Regions from separate parts of the Sus scrofa genome. Here region 1 is linked to region 2. A link is a contact called in public HiChIP or PLAC-seq data. All regions are on one chromosome and are shown on one strand. The core of a region is the stretch at or near the end of the contact, and the rest is flanking DNA. Distances in the headings are between cores, read along the strand shown. Region 1 overlaps CLASP1 (CLIP-associating protein 1). Region 2 holds the start of NIFK (nucleolar protein interacting with the FHA domain of MKI67).

Region 1 (5,642 bases), core at 1,993-4,492, 140 kb before region 2:
CCCCTGTCTGTCCATCCCCACAGCCCCAGCTCACCAGCAAGAGGGAGCAGGGTTCCAGCTAGGCCTCTGACTGCCTGACAGCAGAGCGGATTATGTAAAAGAGCTAAAGATTGAACCAAGTGCTCAATACCCACGAGTGTTTTCAACGTATACCCTTCTCTGTTTCTTACTTATTTAACCATCCTTTACGGGGGTGGGAGGGGACCTGATGAAAGGCCATGGAATTTTCCTCTGAAACCCACTGACCTTCTGCAGGAACACACAGGCCAGTGGGCCGAAGACACCCTCCCCCCTTACCTGGGGATTAGCAGCCTGATCCATGATCTTTAGCAGCAGAGTCTGGTCTTGCTCCCTCACGGAGTCTTTAGCATCTCCCAGTCTGTCTATTAAACTTGGCAGCACTGGAAATGAAAATGCAAATTGATCAAACGAAAATCTATTTGGGGGGCCTACAGTCCCCAACTGCCTTTATGTCAATTAACAAGATATTTCAAAATTCTGACCTAAATGATGCACATCATTCTAAACCCGCCAAAGCCAATAATTCTGCCCTTCCTGCTCAAATCCACAGGAGCTACTCTAGGAACTCCCAAGAACCCTTTGCACAGACACGCCATCCGTCTTCTTCCTCTCACCACCTTCCTCCAGGCAGCTTCTAACTAACTTTTAAACTGCTGAAACGTCATTAAAATGGGTGTCAGTGTGGAGTTCCCGTCATGGCACAGCAGAAACGAATCCGACTAGGAACCATAAGGTTGCAGGTTAAATCCCTGGCCTCGTTCAGTGGGTTGAGGATCTGGCGTTGCTGTGAGCTGTGGTGTAGGTCAAAGATGAGGCTCAGATCTGGCATGCAGTGGCTGTGGCGTAGGCCAGCAGCTATAGCTCCGATTCGACCCCTAGCCTGGGAACCTCCATATGCCTCGGGTACGTCCCTAAAAAGACAAAATTAAAAAAAAAAAAAAAAAAAAATTGGAGCCGGTGGAAGACCTTTGGCAGTAAAGAGTCGACACAAAAAGAAATGCAGGTGAGGGGGGCTCCAGTGCATCTGCCTGGGGGGAGAAGGAACAGGTACTTAAGGCTTATTCAGTTTTGGTTTTGTTTTGTTTTTTTTTGTGTGGGGGGGGTGTCTTACTTTTTTAGGGTGCATCTGTAGCATATGAAAGTTCCTAGGCTATGGGTCGAGTCCAAGCTGCAGCTGCCGGCCCATGAGCCTAGTCTACGATCTATACACCACAGCTCACTGCAACACAGGATCCTTAAGCCACTGAGCAAGCCTAGGGATCAAACTCACAGCCTCATGGATATTAGTCGGGTCTGTTACTGCTGAGCCACAATGGGAACTCCCTCAATCAGTTGTTTTTTGTTTGTTTTTGTTTTTTTGTGGGTTTTTTTTGCTTTTTAGGGCCCCATCCATGGCATATAGAAGTTCCCAGGCTAGGGGTCAAATCAGAACTATAACTGCCGGCCTACGCCACAGCCACAGCAACATGGGATCTGAACTGTGTCTGCAACCTACACCACACTCACAGCAACACAAATCCCAAATCACTAAGCATGGTCAGGGATTGATCCCTCAATCAGTTTTGAATGGACTTGAAACCAAACTATCTCATGAGATAGACTGCTGCTCAAGCCCTCCCTCCATATCACGGGGTGGGGGGTGGGGGTGGGGGTGGGCTGGGGGTAGGCCATCCTCGCTGCTTCAAGGGCACCCAGATATCAGAGGTCAGTTTACGCTGCATCCTCTAAGATTCCATAAACATTTCTTTTACAAGAGTTAGCCCTGAATAATCCAGCTAATTTCGGAGGAAAATAGAATAGTATTAGAATCAAAAAGTGAGGGGGATTTTTATTTGTCGCTGGACAGCCTGTGCCAGAGTAGGAAGAGTGCCTGACTTTATCTAAAGATGCACACTACCCAGAGAGTTAACCGAATAGAACAAGTCTATGCGCACCCACTGAAATGGAGAAATTCTATAAGGAAATATTGCACAAACAGAGCTGCTTAATATTTATACTGTCATGGATGTCCAGACATCAGGAATTAAATCATCTCTTAATGTATGAAACCTGCAGATATTTTTATTTCATTTTACCAACTTAGGGTTTTTCCTTCAAAATGAGTGATGATTTACCACACACTTGTAATGACATTTACAACCAAAGTGAAAACAATCACACCAACAATAATCTGGAAAGGACATCCGGTCTCCAGAGTTCTCAAAGAAACTCAAAGTCAAATCTGAAAAAAAGGACAGACTGAACTTCTTTGCAGAACAGATGCTGACTCACAGACTTTGAAAAACTTATGGTCTCCGGAGGAGACAGTTTGGGGGGTGGGGGGATGTGCTTGGGTTGTGGGATGGAAATCCTGTGAAACTGGATTGTGATAATCATTATACAACTACAGATGTGATAAATTCATTGAGTAATAAAAAAAAAATAGAAACTCAAAGTCAAGAGTTAGGGACAGGCACCACAGTGTGAGAGCTAACGGGCAAAAGAAATAGAAGTAATAGTTTGTAACTAGAGCAGAAAGGTGGAAGAGACCAGCAGAAAGGTGTGGAAAGCCGGGAGGGCGCCAGGAGGCGTGGTGAGGCGGCGGGTGGGGCGCCCAGTAGGTGAGGGAGGGCGGCGGTGCAGCCCTGGCATCTAAAGATGCAGGAGCGGCGTGGGCTGGCCAGGGGCGGGGGCTGGAGGGTAAGACAGGGGAGGAGGCGGAGTCGGGGATGGAGGGGAAAGCTGGGGAACCCGCAGGAGGGACAAGGGTAGAGGCTGGAGCAGAAGGCTGAGGAGCGGGACGTGGAGGCTAGAGAGGAAAGCCCACGCCCGCCTGCAGCTCACCTGTGCCGATCTGCGCCTTGAAGCGATCCTGCAGCCGGGTGACCAGCGCGGATAGGATGTCCATGCCCAGAAGAGCCACCTGCAACGGGAAACAGCGGGCACGCGTCAGCTGCCGGCCCGGGGCGCCCCCGCCTGCCGAACCCCGGACCCCCCCCAGCACTGCTGGCTCAGACGCATCCCGAGGGCCTGAGAACGCGCGCCCACAGGCATGGTAAAATTGGGCGTCATGAGGAGAACTGCTATTGCCCAAGGGGGCTGTTAATGCCTCGAATATGTAATAGTCGGTGACAAGACCCGAATCAACCACCACTGCGGCAGCAGAACTACGTCCCGGCCGCCATCTGACAAGGGCGTGAGCGCGCGCGGCCCTGCCCCCTGTCAGCCCCGCCCCGGCAGGAGCACGTATGCAAATAAGCTCAATACCGGCGCGTGGCCTTCTGGGTAACACTGAGCGGTCTCTTTGCGACCTTCAAAGCCCCAGAAAACGAGGAGCAGGTGGTTTGCTCGGGGAGCTGTGATCAACAGAGGTACAACAGCTACTAGGCGACTGGGGCGGGACGTCCGGATTAGTCACCACAAGCAAACCTGGTATTGGTGCTTGGAGCTCCCGGCGCGAACGGCGCCATCATTCAACCATCCTTTTCTTGGGGTTGCGCTACTGTCCAATGAACGCATAGTGAGGGCAGTACTGCTAACGCCTAAACAACACACCCGCACCGGTTAGAGCTCTGCTTTATCTTGGTGCAATTTTTGGAAAAAAGATGAAACCTCTTTTCCACTACTTTTTAGTTCAAAAGTAATAACGAAGAGGAAACTAGTCTTGCGTCTTTTTGGTTACACTACTAACCTGTAGAGGGTGCTCCCGCTCGCTGTAGCTTTCAACATGTCAATTAATGGAGACCCAACATTTCAGTAACTTCCCCTATGATTTCAGATTTGGAATAATCCACTAAAGGTAAATTAAAATAACCCTTCCGATAGGAAGCACGTTTGCACTGCACAATATATTAAACACGGTTCCAAACGACCTCAGCACAAACCAGTTATAGTCAGAAGAAACTCTGAATCTTGCATCAGGCTGACGTTAGTTTCACGGCTCATAAAAGCAAAAACTATTGGCTTTTCTACTTAGCCTTAAAATCCACTGCTTCAAAACTGAGAAATCAAAACTGGACCAGTTATCACCAGAATACAAAACTACCCTTGCAAGAGACTGACCATTTGAAGATACTGAAAAACGTAAATTTTTTAAATTTTTCTAAAGAGAGCACTGGTTTGTGACAAGTTTTATTTTTAGTCTGTAATGATATAAAACACTGAAATAATAACTTGTGAGCCACAGAGGTTTAGGTATTCTTTCCCAAGAGGACAGCACCGAAGTGGGGGGCGGAGGGTGACTGTAGTAGCGCAGAAAAACCTGACAATATCACCTCAACCAGGTGATCACAGTCAACACATTGGTAGTATGTATGCTTCTAATGTGATTAAAGTGGCAGTTTAGGTCTATGATCGTTCACCTAAAAAATCCAAAGGCCCGTTTAACCATGAGAAGAATATCAAATCGCAATAGAAGGGTCATCCTAACACCTAACTGGTACACATCGAAAACAGGAAGTCAGAAATTGTCACAGCCAAGGGGAGCCTAAGAGACACAACAATTAAATGGATGGGATCCTGGAATTGATAATGGGTAACAGTTAAAAATTAAGACCTGAATAAACTATGGACTTTAGTTAATAATAATCAGTACTGGTTTACTGATTTTAACAAATACACCTTCCCAGTGTTAGATGCGTACATCACAGGGTGCCTGCGTGTGGGATACACGGGGGACTCGGTACTATCTTTGCAATTTTCTGTAAATCCAAAACTGTTCTAAAAATTTAAGTTTATTTTTTAAAAAGAGCAGCCTATCAATTACTTGGAACTGGATTTTCTCTGACGAAACCCTAAGCATCAGCGTGGCTGCACCACTGTTCAGGGTGGGAGTATCATTCATCACATAAAGAGTACTTTTTAGCTCCCCTGCATTCCTTCCCAATTCACTTAAGGCTGAAGGGGGCTGTGGTCTTTGTAGATGTGACAACCTGTGTCGGTCACCCACCTGTGAAACTTGAGGAAAAGAGACTCTGAGCTTTTTCAGGATGGGGGTTACTAGCAAGTCTGACCAGGGCAGGCCTGGCTAAACCCTGGACACTACTGGTCCCCAGAAGCTCACCTAGATGGGCTGCAGGCATCCAGAGACCGCCCAGGAAGACGAGGCTGATGGATGCAGAACTGGACAGGAGGCCAGAACACGGCCCCAGGCGCCTGCACAGCAGTAGAAACAGCTAGACCTATAGGCCTGTCTAGTCGTGCTCAGTCGCAGCCACACAGGGGTGGGTGAGGACCACCACTACGAATGTTTATCTTCACAGCTCAGGCCCTTCTCCCAGGTCCCCACTTCTCTACCAAAGAAAGAGATCTATGGATCAAGCCATTGCCCAGACATCACTCTAATTAGGAGCCGTGAAGCCTCTCTGAGCCTCAGTTTCCTGGCCTGTAAAATGGAGAAACGGTAACAGCTACCCCATAGGTCACTGTGTGTATGTAAAGCACTTGGAGTAGTGCCTGGTGTGGGCCAGGCCACCCATGTGCTGGCTATGAGTACCAGGCCCCTGTCGCTGCCATCACCAGAAGCAAGGGATACTGCTTCCTGGTCAGTGGGTGCCATGGCTGTGACTCCTGGGGCCTGGCAGCAACCGGCTGACAGAGGTAGCTTCCAGAGAGGGTTATACCGCCGAGGCCTGCTAAGCTTT
Region 2 (5,889 bases), core at 625-3,124:
AAGGAACATGCTCCATACACTGTCAAGGGTGATATTCTTTTGGAAAATGAAACAACTTATCTCAATCCAAAAAAAACTTACCTTTTTACTCCTGGACAGTCTCAATCTTGTAACAGTGCCAAACTGGGAGAAATATGCTCGGATCTGGGTTTCATATAGCGATGGAGGTAAGTGGCCCACATAGATTACTCCAGGAGTAAGTTTTTGTTTCTCTGGTTGCTGAAGACATCAAGACCAGGCAAATATTTTTTTAAATAAGAAACAACAACACATTGCAACAAATCCTGTGAAAACTCCCTGCTTTCAGTCTAAGACAACAGATAAGAACCTACCCTGCATCTCCACTTAGCACAACAGAATATAAAAATTAACTGTTTAATGTCCATCTCCCCACAAAGACAATTGTCAAGCAGGAGACTGTCTTCTCAGCGTCCCCATTCCAGGCCCCCAAAGTCAATGCTCAGTAAGTATACGGTGAATCAATGGTTTGAACGCATTATTCAAAATCTTCTGGCCTAAGAACTCCACATAAGTACAGTTTTGCAGATCATCGTTTAATTCGTACTCACCTAAGTCAACTATTTTAAGACGTTAGTTAACAGTACCTCCAACATACCCTTGTTTTCTATAATAAGGACTTTTAAGTTTTCCGGGAATGCATTTTATGCTAAAACCTTTGGGAAACAGAACTTTATGTCAGGGCCCCTAGTCGTAAGCAAATGAAGCCTGGCAAAAATTGTCTCTTAAGGATTCCAAAACCATGGACCTGGCAACCGAACCTCCCCAATTTGGGGATGAAACCATGTACCAGACCCTAAATCTTTGTGTTTTGAAATAAACGGCCTTTCCTTTAGTCTCCCAGGCCTCCCCTCAGTCTCAAAAGGCTGACTCGAGAGTTAATGATTAGAAAATACTGTTACAGCTAAAACCTAGTTAAAACAGTCTCCATTATGTTGTGTCCTGCCTTGGTCTGCTAACTTATTACTAATGTTTACTTTCTAATCAGAGTTATATTGCACCTAATGTTTTCTTTTATAATTGAAACACTCTTCTGACACCCCTTCCCCTTAAGCAGTCTTTATTCCAGAGAGAAGGTCAAGGGACGATAACCCTGAAGACAACCAGAAACCATCACCAAACCGACTGACTCCGGATTTGACTACTTTGAAATGATCTATGGATTAAGAATAACATAGACATCTTAATCAATAATCCTGTCTTCCGAGCTAAACCTATAAAACCCCTTGCTATCCCCTCTCAAGTCAGGACATAGCTTTGAGGCATTAGCCTGCCGTGTCCTCCTTTGCCTGGCAAAGCAATAAAACTGTTCTTTCTCTTCCTCAAAACTCCGACTCCCAAACTAGTGCCAGTGAACAGAGGCCACATTTTCCCTACAGGGGCAGAGCCAAAGAACGCTCTTTCGGATCTGGGGCTGATCTGCGGTACAAGGGGCGCTCCCATCGGCTGGCCTCCTCTTTTCCATCGTCACCCCAACACCCACCCCTTCATTTTTCGGTCCTCTCGGGAAAACCTCGGTCTCCTGGGGTCGGGGTCTCCTGGGGTCGGGGTCTCCTGGGGTCGGAGTCTCCTGGGGTCGGGGCCTCCAGGGTGACCCTGCTGAGGCACAGGCGTGGGGCTGCCGAGACGCGCTGGGCAGAAGGCCCAGGGCGCGCCAGCCGCCTCCTCTCGCGGTTGGGGCCGCGCAGGCCACTCACCTTGGTTGCGCGACGGCGAGCCAGCGCTACCTTCTTCTGGAACTTAGCATCTTCTTGCGGATTCAGGGACAAGAGCGGCCCAACCTGGGCAGCGAGAGCCGCCATTAAGCCTGCTACCGGGCTAACCAAATCCACGCGGAGCTCCCGGAAATGCGAGTCCTGTAGGGTTCCAAAGCGGAAGTGAGGGCGGGGCCTGGGCGCGACGCGGCGCGGCAGGGGGTGGGGCCTGGGCGGGGCGCGGGGAGGGTCCAGCGAGCTCCGGCGTCCCCTGCCTCAACAGCCGCTGACCTCACTCTAACACCTGCCAGCTCCCCAAAATTGCTGTGAATAGCTTGTTAGCGTTTCCTCTATGGCCCTCACATTTCAAGGGCCAGGGTTGGGATAAAAACCAACTCCAGGGAGTTCCCATTGTGCCTCAGCAGGTTAAGAACCCGACTAGCATCCATGAAGGTGTGGGTTCCACCGCTGGCCTCGCTCACTGGGATAAGGTTCTAGCATTGCCGTGAGCTGTAGTGTAGGTCACAGATGCAGCTCAGATCTGGTGTTGCTGTGGCTGTGGTGTAAGCCGGGCAGCTGCAGCTTTCATTTGACCCCTAGACAATCGACTCCAGAAATTCTCTGGTGTCTCAGCGGGTTGGCTCAGGGCAGGTAGCTGCTGCAGTTTCTATCCCTGGCCAGGGAACTTCCTCCAGTCCTGAGCGCAGTCAAAAACCAAAACCAAAAACGAAACCAACCCCAAAACAATACTCGTGCCCTTGAGGTCTTGCTAACCATTAATTCTTTTCTATTTATCTTCTTTCTTTTTGCTGTTTAGGGCTGCACCCTCAGCATAGTTCTCAGGCTACAGGTTGAATCGGAGCTGCAACTACCCGCCTACATCACAGCCATAGCAACTCCACATACCACAGCTCCTGGCAACGCAGGATCCTTAACCCAGTGAGCAACGCCAGGGATGGAACCCACATCCTCATGGATACTAGTCGGATTCGTTACCACTGAGTCACAATGGTAACTCCCCTATTTTCCTTTTTCACTTGTTTTTTGAGCTCTTATTGTGCGTCCCTCTGCTGCTGCCTTTGGGGAACTTAGAGCTTGGGGGGAGGGGCAGATAAAGGACGTCTGAGGGTGGGTCTGGTGCTATGTGAGATACTGAAGAGATTGGGGGAGAGGCATCCTGGGTGGCAAGGAGGGCCTCCGGAGGAGGTAGCTTTGAGCTGAGACCTGAAGGCATGGGGAGCAGGCATGGAGGTCTTAGGCTGGAAAGAAGGGACCAGCCATTGTGGCTGGAGCTCAGCAAGGGGTGAGGACCAAGGGTGCAGGTGGGAGCTCCAGGGCTCTGCTTGTCAAGGTTGAAAGCTTGGGTTTTATTGTAAATGCAGGGGAATGGGAGGGTTTTATGGAAGGCTGTGGTTGTTCATACCTTTCAAATAACTCCACTAGTTAGGGTGGCAGGTGGACTGAAGAAACAGGGAGTCAAGGCTACAGTAGTAGTCCATGCCAGCCAGTATGGGAGACAGAGGTGGCAGATTGCCCAATGAAAACAAATGCACTACCTAAAATTTGGGTATTACGTTTTCTCCTTCCGATTTTTCTTGTAGAGGGCAGAGGCTTCTTGGGTAGAACAATTTTTCACTGGACTGTGTGTCCCACTCTGCCTTGGCACCCTGTCTCCAGCACCTGATGTCAGCACCACCCTTCTCCCCCCAAGTCACTTAACAACCAAATGCCTCCAGACACTTCTACAGACCTGAGTGTGTGGCTGCGTGTGCTCAATGAATGTCTCTCCTTTCTTTTGCCCCCACTGACCACCCACCATGCCACCCCTCTGTGGGAACTCAATAGTGGCATGTCTTTCCTATGGGGCCACCATCACCACCTATGCACTGGAGCCCCTGGCAGGGGATGGGGTAGGTAGCATGGTGAGGGCTGATGTCAGAGCTTCAGGGTAAGGCAGGGTGTGCTGAGTATCTAGGGAGCTGGGTCTTGGGAACAGAAGACTCTGAGAGGTGGGGCTGAGGTGCCTACCCAGCCCTGCTCGCCTTCCTCCTCTTCTCCTCCTTTTCCATCCATTGTGCCTGGTCCCTGAGGGGTCATCCAACCTTCCAGCTATGAGTCAGCATGCTCAGCCCTGCCTGGCTGACCCTTGCTCAGTCACAGGGCTTTTGGGCTGAAAGGGACAATTTTAGGGGAAGTGGAGAGAAAGTGTCATTTGTTTCATTAGTCTCAATAGTGCAGCCTCAGGACATGTCACCTGACAACTAAAAATTCCGCCTGTATTCAGTTTAGGGCCACAGGACCTGAAGTTGGGAGGGAAATTTTCTTTCTCTGTCCTTCTCTGTGACTATCACCTTGGCCACATCTTGCCCTGTGCCAGGTCTAACTTCATGCACAACCCCGAATCTAGACCCTGAGTGTGGCAATGACCTTGGCAAAGCGGGGGGGGGCGGGGGGGGGGCTCCTGGAGGGATGGGGGTGGGGAGAGTGGAGAGGGGTAGCTGCTCATAGGGTTCACTGCCCTTCAAGGAAACTTGTAGAAGTGTACCACCTATAACAGAGTCTTCAGTACTATTAAATGAGTCATATTTTCACCCTTAAATGAGCCCAGAATGTCTACAGTGTTAACATTCACACTCAGGAGAGTGCAGCCAAGTGGCCAGGGGGATGGAGATGAGTTCAGTTTCTCTAGAAAGAGATTTGGCAAAATCTGTCAAGGACTTTAAAAATAGGACTTATTGGAGTTCCCACTGTGGCTCTATGGGCTAAGAACCTTACTAGTATCCATGAGCATGTAGCTTCAATCCAGTGGGTTAAGTATCTGGCATCGCCTTGACCTTTGGTGTAAGTCACAGATGTGGCTTGGATCCTGTGTTGCTGTTGCTGTGGCGAAGGCAGGGAACTTCATATGCCTCAGGTGTATCCCTAAAAAGACAAAAACAAGCCAACAAAAAAAGAAGACTGGTGGAAATTCCTGCTGTGGCACAAGAGGATCCGTGACATCTCTGCAGCGCCAGGATGCAGGTTCAGTCCCTGGTGCAGTGCAGTGGGTTAAATGATCCAGTGTTGCTGCAGGTGCAACATAGGCCAAAACTGTGCCTTGGATCTTCTCCCTGGCCCAGGAACACCATATACCTTGGGGCAGCCAAAAAAAGAAAAAAAAAAAAGGACTTATCAAAGCAATGATCTTATCATTTAAAAAATTCTAATTTTTTCTTTTTTGTTGTAGTCGACTTACAATAATTTCAAGTATACAATTTAGTAATATTTTTATAGATTATACTCCATATAATGTTGTTATACAATATTGGCTATTTCACTGTGCTGTACATTACATTCCTGTTACTTGTCTATTTTATACCTTGTGGTTTGAACCTCTTAATCTCTGACCCAATTTGCTCCTCCCCCCATTAGTCCATTACTCTGTGTCTGTGGAACTGCTGCTGCCTTGCTATATTTAATCGTTTGCTTTATTTTTTAGATTCCTCATAAAAGTGAAAACATACAAGAGTTACCATGGTGGCTCAGCATTAATGAATCTGACTACTATACATGATTTGATCCTTGGCCTCGTTCAGTGGGTTAAGGATCTGGTGTTGCCGTGAGCTGTGGCATAGGTTGCAGTCTCAGCCTGGATCTGGTGTTGTGTGACTGTGGTGTAGGCTGGCAAATGCAATTCTGATTTGACCCATAGTCTGAGAACTTCCAAATGCCATGAGTGTGCTCATTAAAAAAAAAAAAACAGTGAAAACATACAGTATTTGTCTTTCTCTGCCTGACATTTCACTAAGCATACTGCCCTCCAGGTCCATCTATGTTGTCACATTTGGTAAAATTTCATTCTTTTTTATGGCCAAGAAATAGTCCATTGTATGTATACATATATAGGCTACATTTTTGAAACTATTCATCTGTTGATGGACACATGTTGCTTCCATATATTGGCTATTGTAAATAATGCTACTCAGAACATTGACATGCGTGTATTTTTTCAAATTTGTGTTTTTCTTTTCTTTGGATACATACCCAGGAGTGGAATTCTGGATTGTATGCTACTGCCATTTTTAATTTTTGAGAAATCTCCCATAATGTTTTCCACAGTAGTTGTACTAACTTATATTCCTACTAACAGTGCAGGAGGGTTCCCTTTTTTCCACATCTTCACCAATACTTGTTATTT

The links. HiChIP or PLAC-seq counts read pairs in DNA pulled down with a chosen protein or histone mark.
Region 1: an H3K27ac HiChIP or PLAC-seq map of alveolar macrophages shows a contact between it and region 2. The contact joins the enhancer-like site here to the promoter of NIFK in region 2. A contact is called at or near these places in 1 of 5 promoter capture datasets (fetal liver), 19 of 47 Hi-C or Micro-C datasets (blood, brain, embryonic fibroblasts and 10 more) and 2 of 2 datasets of contacts at active chromatin or transcription factors (alveolar macrophages and skeletal muscle).

Annotation. Positions count from the first base shown.
Region 1 is chr15:29,859,856-29,865,497 of Sscrofa11.1, reverse strand. It overlaps CLASP1 (CLIP-associating protein 1), which reads right to left. Exons shown (of 38, transcript XM_021075175.1): 4 at 2,845-2,923; 5 at 298-401. Among named protein-coding and RNA genes, the nearest start is that of CLASP1, 80 kb to the right of the region's middle. Within about 2 kb of position 3,242, at least 80 of the 83 cell types and tissues checked have an H3K27ac peak or open chromatin away from gene starts, as enhancers often do. A contact at or near this core is called in alveolar macrophages, brain, embryonic fibroblasts and 7 more, where this site is marked.
Region 2 is chr15:29,716,935-29,722,823 of Sscrofa11.1, reverse strand. It overlaps NIFK (nucleolar protein interacting with the FHA domain of MKI67), which reads right to left and starts at 1,874. Exons shown (of 7, transcript NM_001101827.1): 1 at 1,716-1,874; 2 at 82-219. The coding sequence starts at 1,820.